Linked DNA regions of Mus musculus: region 2 is linked to region 1. A link is a contact called in public Hi-C data. All regions are on one chromosome and are shown on one strand. Each heading gives the region's core, a stretch centred on a gene start, on an enhancer-like site or on the middle of the called end of the contact. The rest is flanking DNA. Distances are from core to core; before and after follow the strand shown. Region 1 overlaps Grm8 (glutamate receptor, metabotropic 8). Region 2 overlaps Grm8 (glutamate receptor, metabotropic 8).

Region 1 (3,872 bases), core at 452-2,951:
TACCAATGCACTTACAGAAAACCTCTTCACCCAATAAAACCTAATGATGCTTTAAATTGTCAGTTTGTTAGGGAGATAAGTTTGCACAATCTTTAACAGGGAGTATCTCCCCCTCTATCAACAAGGTGCACCTTATGTGATGGGCTGGCTTGTCACAGTTGTAATTTGTCTCTTGAGATGTTGTATCTTTTTCTGCTAAGGTGAAACTTTTAACTGTCTTCACTGCCCCCCGAACAAAGAAGAATATCATCTTCACACTGTAAAGGAATGAGATAAGAGGGAGGATTTTATATCTGAATGTTTATTTGATAATCTCAAAAAAATGAGAGGAAGGTTTTAGCAAACACCTAAGATCTTACTGTTCAGGTAGATGTGTTATCTCCAACAGAGGAAGGTGACAGCTTTACCTGTTTCAGAGCCCTGAAAAAGAGCAGAGCAAAGATCTACTATAGTATAGCAAGTAGTTTCATTTGGAAACAGAGGATGTCATTTGAACTAGGTACTATAGGAAAGTGATGGTATTATTTGTTAATGGCTCCAACATATTGAAGGAGAATATAGTAGCTTTCTTTTTGGCAGCATGGGAACATTTATAAAAACTATCACAGGATAAGTAAATTCCTTTGCATATAAATCTTTTATCATATAGTGAACTTTATGCTTTGATTCTGGCTTCAAAGTATGTTGGGAGAGCTTTCGAAAATATTTGGCAGAATCTACTCAGATTTTAATAGATTCTATTCCAGGTATTTTGTGTATCAATAGACATTTTAGCCTGTAGAATATAGAAATTAGTTTAGGATAACAGATTAGTAGTAACCATTCAAAATGACCACATTCTACTCTCTAGAACTGTGAATATGTTATAATCTTTAGCAAGGTGACCTCCAACTTGCAGGTAGTAGTAAGGCTGATGAACAGCTGACCAAGAGAAAAAGAGAATTATCCAAGATTGTCCATGGTAGTGGGGCTGGAGAGTCAATGTAATCACACAGTTCTTTTTCCAGACAGGGCTTCTCTGTGTAGCCCTGGCTGTACTGGAACTCACTTTGTAGACCAGGCTGGCCTCGAACTCAGAAATCCTCCTGCCTCTGCCTCCCAAGTGCTGGGATTAAAGGCATGTGCCACCACGCCCGGTTAATCACACAGTTCTTAAGAGAAGAAGAAAGTCACAGTTAGGCATTTCTAGAACCTTCCTTGGTCATCCTGAAGGTTGAGTAAAGGACTGTGATACAACAAATGGGACCCGTATGGCAAAGCTTGAAAATGCAGGCTCTGTGTCCCCTCCAACCCTGTCGTGTCTGTAGAATTACTGCTCCAGTGACACCTCAATTTCAGCCCAATGAGATGCATTTTACACTCTAGGACTAGTGCTGGAGAACAACTGATGCCTGTTAAGCCATTACAATTGGGCAATTTGTTCTAGCAACCACTGGAAAACAGCCCAGGCATCTAAGTGTTTATCTGAGGTACGTGAAATGTAATGGGAATAAAGTACCCTAAGAAACTCACTGTAACTGCACATTGAAGAGTCCTCTTCTCTGGGACCTAAAGGAACAGCTGCTTTGAATATATTGTTACAACTTCATTTGAAAAGTCTTCTCATTTTAAATAAACAGGCTATGATCTCAGAGCAGAAAGGCTCTGTGAGGATCACAGTTCACGTTCACCACTGATACAGTTTGTTTACTTTCAGGAAGAGATCGGGCAAAGGTGGAAGAGGTTAATAAAGAGAGAGTAGCTGTTGTCCAGCCAGGAAGCTGGCCATCTAGATTACTGTGTATTCATCTTGAGTGTTTAAAGCCGGATGTTGAATGACTTTCTCCCTCTTCAGTGTGCTCTCAAAGGTCAAATTGAGAGATTTTTCTTGGATTTGGCATTTCTTTTGTAAGATGGAATCATCTTTTTTTTTTGTTTTGTTTCCAGTGTCTCTTCTGTTACTGAGAACAAGTGTCCTTGTCAGAAAATGGTCACCAGAAAGGTATCTGTTTGAGATGCTGTACTTTAAGTTTATTTGGATCCTTGACTTATCTTTCTTCAAAAGTCTTTTCTAAATGCCACACAGGAATCACTCAATACATTTATCCACTCTAATTTTTATCTTAAAATGTCTCTTCAATTTCATGTGTTACTTCACTAACACAATTAGGAAGGTGGCTATTATCTTCTTTAACTCCCAAATGTTGCAAAAAGGGATATTAAAAAATCTCTCCTGAAAATGCCCTATAGTTTATTTTCCTAATTGCATGACTGACAACCCTTCTACTTTATTGGCTAGTAGGTATTTTTGTCCCACAGTCTTTGGCTCTTCTCAGGGCCCATCTTTACTGTGAAAAGAAATTTGAAAGATCTTTATAGGAACAGTCTAATCAATATTTGCTGCTTAGGACTTAGGGTTTGGAACTTAGGTCTAACTAACATTTTTCCAAGTTGAGACAGGTAATTTCAAATTTTTATGTGTGCCTGATGGTCTTTTCTGTATTCTGAAAAGTCTCTAACTATAGCGTTTAGTTTTGGTTGTATCTGAGGTGTAATTCTAGAGCTGGCTGTATCAGTTAGTATATGGAAATGGGTCTTGAAGACAACTGGTATGTTAAAAATTACTCTTGAAATCATTTGGTGGAAGTCTACATAAAGAGAAAGAAAGTGAGGAGATGACAGGGTATGAGGGATAAAAACAAAGAAGAAAGAACCAAGTCTGAGAAATCTGGGGAAAGGAAGGCAAGGAACAACTGGAGAACTGAATTTTGTTTGCTGAACAATGTGTCACATTGTGCCTTAGCTTTGGTCAAGGAATTTTTTTTTTTAAGTGAGAGTTACAATTGAAGTCCTTCCTCTATATAGCAACAGGACATGTTCCATATTAGGTTTAAAAACATTTACTCTCTTTGTCTTCAGTCTTCTCAGATGAGCAGTATTATTTGAGCCACATATTCTTCTAAGTGACCTTCGAGACTCTCATTTTCTTTGTGGAGCCTCCTGCATTTAGACTGCTATACTGGTGGGTTGAAATGAAAATGCATGGATGCATAAGTTGTTTTTCTTAAATGACCCCCTGGAAGCAAGATCATGAGTGGTCAAGGGAGATGCTTCTGTAGAAAGTCCATGTAGCAGACTTCCAACTAGTCAACTGCATAAAGATGAAGATAATGTACTCTGCCTGCTATACATAAAACAAAGAAAACATTTCTCTAGATCAAAGGTAAGCTCTGAGGACAAACTTGGAAATGGACATAAGCAATCCTTCTGTTTTATTGGTAAGCCAAAATAATGCTTGTACAAATGAATACAGGTCTATCAAGAACTGAGCAATCATTAGTCTTGAGATAAGATAAATCAGCAGGTTTACAGGAACTGGATTCTAACCTATAGTTGTGCTCCTTACATTGAAGACACTTTTAGACAAAACACAAATATAAGCACAAAAGAAAACAAAGAGATGTATACATATAATGAGCTAGGGACATCAAACCAATGGACCCTAAAACAAGACTTACACACCAAACTGACAATAAGTATCCAAGGGACTTCATGAAGAGAGCAGAAGCCATCACTTGTGTTGACATCAGTATGAACTCAAGAAGTCATAAGCAGCATAGCATGGGATATTTCCTTGCATGCTATAATTGGTAAAAATTTATAGGTAACAACAAAGTGAAATACAGAAAATATCCCAAAGAAACCCTCATATAATAAAAGTATCTCAAGTGAGAATCAACAGAGGTACTTATTAGGAGTTTGTAACTGAAGAAAAAAGAGCTACCATCACTTTTCCTTAAAAAAGACTAAAATCTGCAGATAAGTAGTTCTTAATGCAATTGATAGATGAGTGGGTGTATCATTAGATACAAGGTAAATCCACATACGCTCTG
Region 2 (3,872 bases), core at 1,024-3,523, 370 kb before region 1:
GAGACTTTATTAGAATTGTTGCTCACCCAGAGGACAGGCCCTGCAATGTGAGTATTACTTTATAATTAATCCATTTTCTACTTAACAAGTGATAAAGCCCGCATAGGAATTCAGGCCTGAATGAATTAACACCTCTGCTGGGTCCTTATTGTCCCCTCCCCCTGCCCTGCCAGCTGTCCCTGTATGTGTAGCTGCCACACCATCACTTTCTTCTAAGGTGACAGGAACTGGAAGAGAGATAGCAGTTTCCCTGTTCTCAAGATTAAAATTAAACACGAAAATTCAACAATTAGCAAGTGAGAAAAAGTAAGCATAATTTTAAATTTGCCTAGGTATGTACACACCTTATTAAAATAAGTTCTGAGCTGCAAAATCAAAGCCTTGGAATATAAAAGAGAAACATATGAAACTTAAAAATATAACCTATATTTAATACATTCAAGAGAAGTAAAGTATAACATCTGGCTTTCTCAAGACCTCCCAAGGCACATAGCATCCCTTCTTTAGACTTCTTATCTGCAAGCTAAATAGAAGCAGCTGTTTCTCTCGCGTTTCCTATACATTGTCTCACACTGAAGAGCCTTTACTATGTAATTCTCTGCAAATATACATGCTCAATATTTGATGAGTCTCAACATTTTCTTAAAAGGCCAATAGACAGAGACATAAGGACTATGCCATGATGATGAGAGATAGGACGGAAGCTTGCAATGGAGCAGCCCCCAAAAGATCACCTGATGCATTTATGATTGAAAAATGTTGATTCTCCCCTTAGTCTGATGGAACTTTCCCAACTTCGCATTGTTAGGTTTTGGGGTTGTCTTCTTTTATGATACAAACAATAATCAAAAGAGAAGATTGATCCTTAGGTAGGTGATGGAGGTTTTCAGCAAAGCCATGCGAAATAGGTAGGATACTCACTTGCAGGTGGGAGTTTTTCTGCATACTCAGAGGGAAAACAGAGTTCTTTGGAGATTGAGTTTATTGCAGGTGTGATTTCCTCCAGCAAGACTGATGTTGCAACAGGAGATGGAATAGCAAGCACATGACCAAGGACTGAAGTGGAGCCTGCAGGCCAGGTCAGAAGAGCAGGGCAATATGGGGCAGCGCTTTCCTAGGGAGACCTGACCTCCCACAATGTCCTTGTACAATCAGGAGCCAGGTGGTTGTGCTCTTTGCCATGCAAGCATATGTGATTCCCCAAGGAAGGAAAAATTCTTCCCTATTTGCTAACCCTTGGTATTAATTCTAATGTATAGCACATACCAACTGGGGAAATCACAGTGTTAAGACAGCATTTCTTCAGTGCTAGCCTTCTTTTTTTTCAATTTTTTTATTAGATATTTTCTTCATTTATATTTCAAATGCTATCCCTAAAGTCCCCTATACCCCCCCTGCCCTGCTCCCCTACCCGCCCACTCCTACTTCTTGACCCTGGCTTCCCCTGTACTGGGGCATATAAAGTTTCCAAGACCAAGGGGCCTCTCTTCCCAGTGATGGCTGACTAGGCCATCTTTTGCTACATATGCAGCTAGAGACATGAACTCTGGGGGTACCTGTTAGTTCATATTGTTGTTCCACCTATAGGGTTACAGACCCCTTCAGCTCCTTGGGTACTTTCTCTAGCTCCTCCACTGGGGCCCCTGTGTTCCATCTAATAGATGACTGTGAGCATCCACTTCTGTATTTGCCAGGTACTGGCATAGCCTCACAAGAGACAACTATATCAGGGTCTTTTCCACAAAATCTTGCTGGCATATGCAATAGTGTCTGGGTTTGGTGGCTGATTATGGGATGGATCTCCAGGTGGGGTAGTCTCTGGATGGTCCATCCTTTCGTCTCAGCTCTAAACTTTGTCTCTGTAACTCCTTCCATGGGTATTTTGTTCCTTATTCTAAGGAGGAATGAAGCATCCATGCATTGGTCTTCCTTCTTCTTGATTTTCTTGTGTTTTGCAAATTGTATCTTGGGTATTCTCTTGGGCATATACCCAGAAGGTAATGAGGACACATGGTCTACTATGTTCATAGCAGCCTTATTTATAATAGCCAGAAGTTGGAAAGAACCCAGATGTCCCTCAACAGAGGAATGGGTACAGAAAATGTGGTACATTTACACAATGGAGTACTACTCAGCTAGCCTTCTTAAATTCACAGTAAGGGCAGTCCTGTTTTTGAAATCGGCTCTGCCTTTGTCAGCTGCGGATATGCAGTCGCACCCTGAGAGTATCACCTCTGGACTTTGTGAGGCCAGCCAATGGACAGATTTGGTAATGGCTGAATCTACACTGTGATGCAACTCACCTGCACTGAGCCAGATCAACAAGACCTGGGATCAAGGAGGGCTGATCTTGGTTGGAACCACGTGTCCTAACTTCCAATAGAGTGCTTTGCTATAACCTCCCACATCTCTTTGCTTTTTCAGCTACTTAATGTCTATCATTGTCATAGAATGAAAGACACAGGCACCCTATCCAGGCTTATGTCAGCATCACAGGGTGTAAGGTAGCCTGGAGGGCTCTGACTCATGTTCTGTTTGCCCATTCAAATGCCAGGCATCCTATTGCCATGTTCCCCTCCCCCCTTCCCCAATCTGGCTCTGAGAACCTTTGGCTTCTTTTGAACCCTCCTGAACTTTCATTTGTTTTTGTCTCACATCTGAGCCCATCGTCAGTTTTAGGGACCTTTGTAGGTTACTGTGATGCATCCTGTGTTCAGTACCAGGATTTTAGCTTTTACTCCTCACCTCCTGGGAGATGGTTAGTTACCTTTTAAATGTCTTCTAAGCCTTCTATTTTAACTCCGTTCCTTTCCTCATTCACCGAAAGAATGAAAGGATAATTTTATTTATTTTCATGTATTTATTTAAACAGCCTTTGTTGTTTGTATTTAAAGTATGTAAAACACGTACACACATATAATAAAAGAGCATTTTGATAAGTATATAATAAAAGCATTTTCACTGTCACATGGCCACTGTGTCTTGTGATGAGTGGCTGGAGTGTACTCATTACCTTTGAGCCATGAACCTTCTTCTCTTTGGTCCAAAGCTTGCTTAGGCACTGAGTTGAAGTGATGAGCCTTTTCAATCTGTCCTTATGGAAACAATGTTGCTCCCAGAAGCTTTTCTTTAAGGGTTTCCCCAGCCACAAGCCTGCTCTGTATTGTCTTGAAGGAAAGATTTCACTCAAGGATATTCATGTTTTTTCTTTTTCATTCCAGAATAAACTGTAGCTGAGATGCTTGCTATCCTCTGAGACCCGACTATTCCAATTAAGACACAATTAAATCAGAGCAGATTGAGCAATGGATCAATAACTTTTTAAACTACAGAAATGGCTCATTAGGTAAACAGGATGACTGTCTCTCAGAAACGCTTTCTTATTTTTCCATTTCTTAAAATAATAACCATTTATTTCTATGTATGTGTCTGTCTCTGTATGCCACATGTGTGTGGATACCCTAAGAGCCCAGAAGCGAGTGTTGGGTGCCTTGGAGTTGTAGTCGCAGGCCATGTGATCTTCCCCTAGAAGAGTAGCAAGTTCTCTTGATCGCTGAGCCCCTCGCCAGCTTCTGGACACTTTTTCTTGAGGCTGACTGTGGCCCTGACCTTATGCCCTCTCCTGGCCCTGGCAAGGCCTATAACATCTGCTGTTGGCAGAGTTTCTGTTTCACAGTTTACTCTGCATCAGAATTCAAGAGAATAGAGCCAATGGGGAGTCCAATTCCCCCTTTCCTCTAGGAGAAATTTTTTTAAAGCAGGGTTGCCATATAAGATATATAGGACTCCTTAGATTTGAATGTCAGATGGACAATAACAGCCTTTTATTATAAATATGCTTCCGGAAAAATCAAAACACTTTGTTTTTAAAA

The links. Hi-C and Micro-C count contacts between places; a contact is called where the count stands out from the background.
Region 2: a Hi-C map of liver shows a contact between it and region 1, with 5 times the contacts expected there. The contact joins two enhancer-like sites. A contact is called at or near these places in 3 of 39 promoter capture datasets (liver and stem cell-derived epiblast-like cells) and 10 of 484 Hi-C or Micro-C datasets (the G1E-ER4 cell line, embryonic stem cells, liver and 1 more).

What each region holds. Positions count from the first base shown.
Region 1 is chr6:27,659,775-27,663,646 of GRCm38.p6, reverse strand. All of the region lies in intron 5 of Grm8 (glutamate receptor, metabotropic 8), which reads left to right. Among named protein-coding and RNA genes, the nearest start is that of Mir592, 280 kb to the left of the region's middle. Within about 2 kb of position 1,701, at least 3 of the 459 cell types and tissues checked have an H3K27ac peak or open chromatin away from gene starts, as enhancers often do. A contact at or near this core is called in liver, where this site is marked.
Region 2 is chr6:28,030,617-28,034,488 of GRCm38.p6, reverse strand. The region is part of intron 1 of Grm8 (glutamate receptor, metabotropic 8); the gene reads left to right. Among named protein-coding and RNA genes, the nearest start is that of Gm52896, 66 kb to the left of the region's middle. Within about 2 kb of position 2,273, at least 3 of the 459 cell types and tissues checked have an H3K27ac peak or open chromatin away from gene starts, as enhancers often do. A contact at or near this core is called in liver, where this site is marked.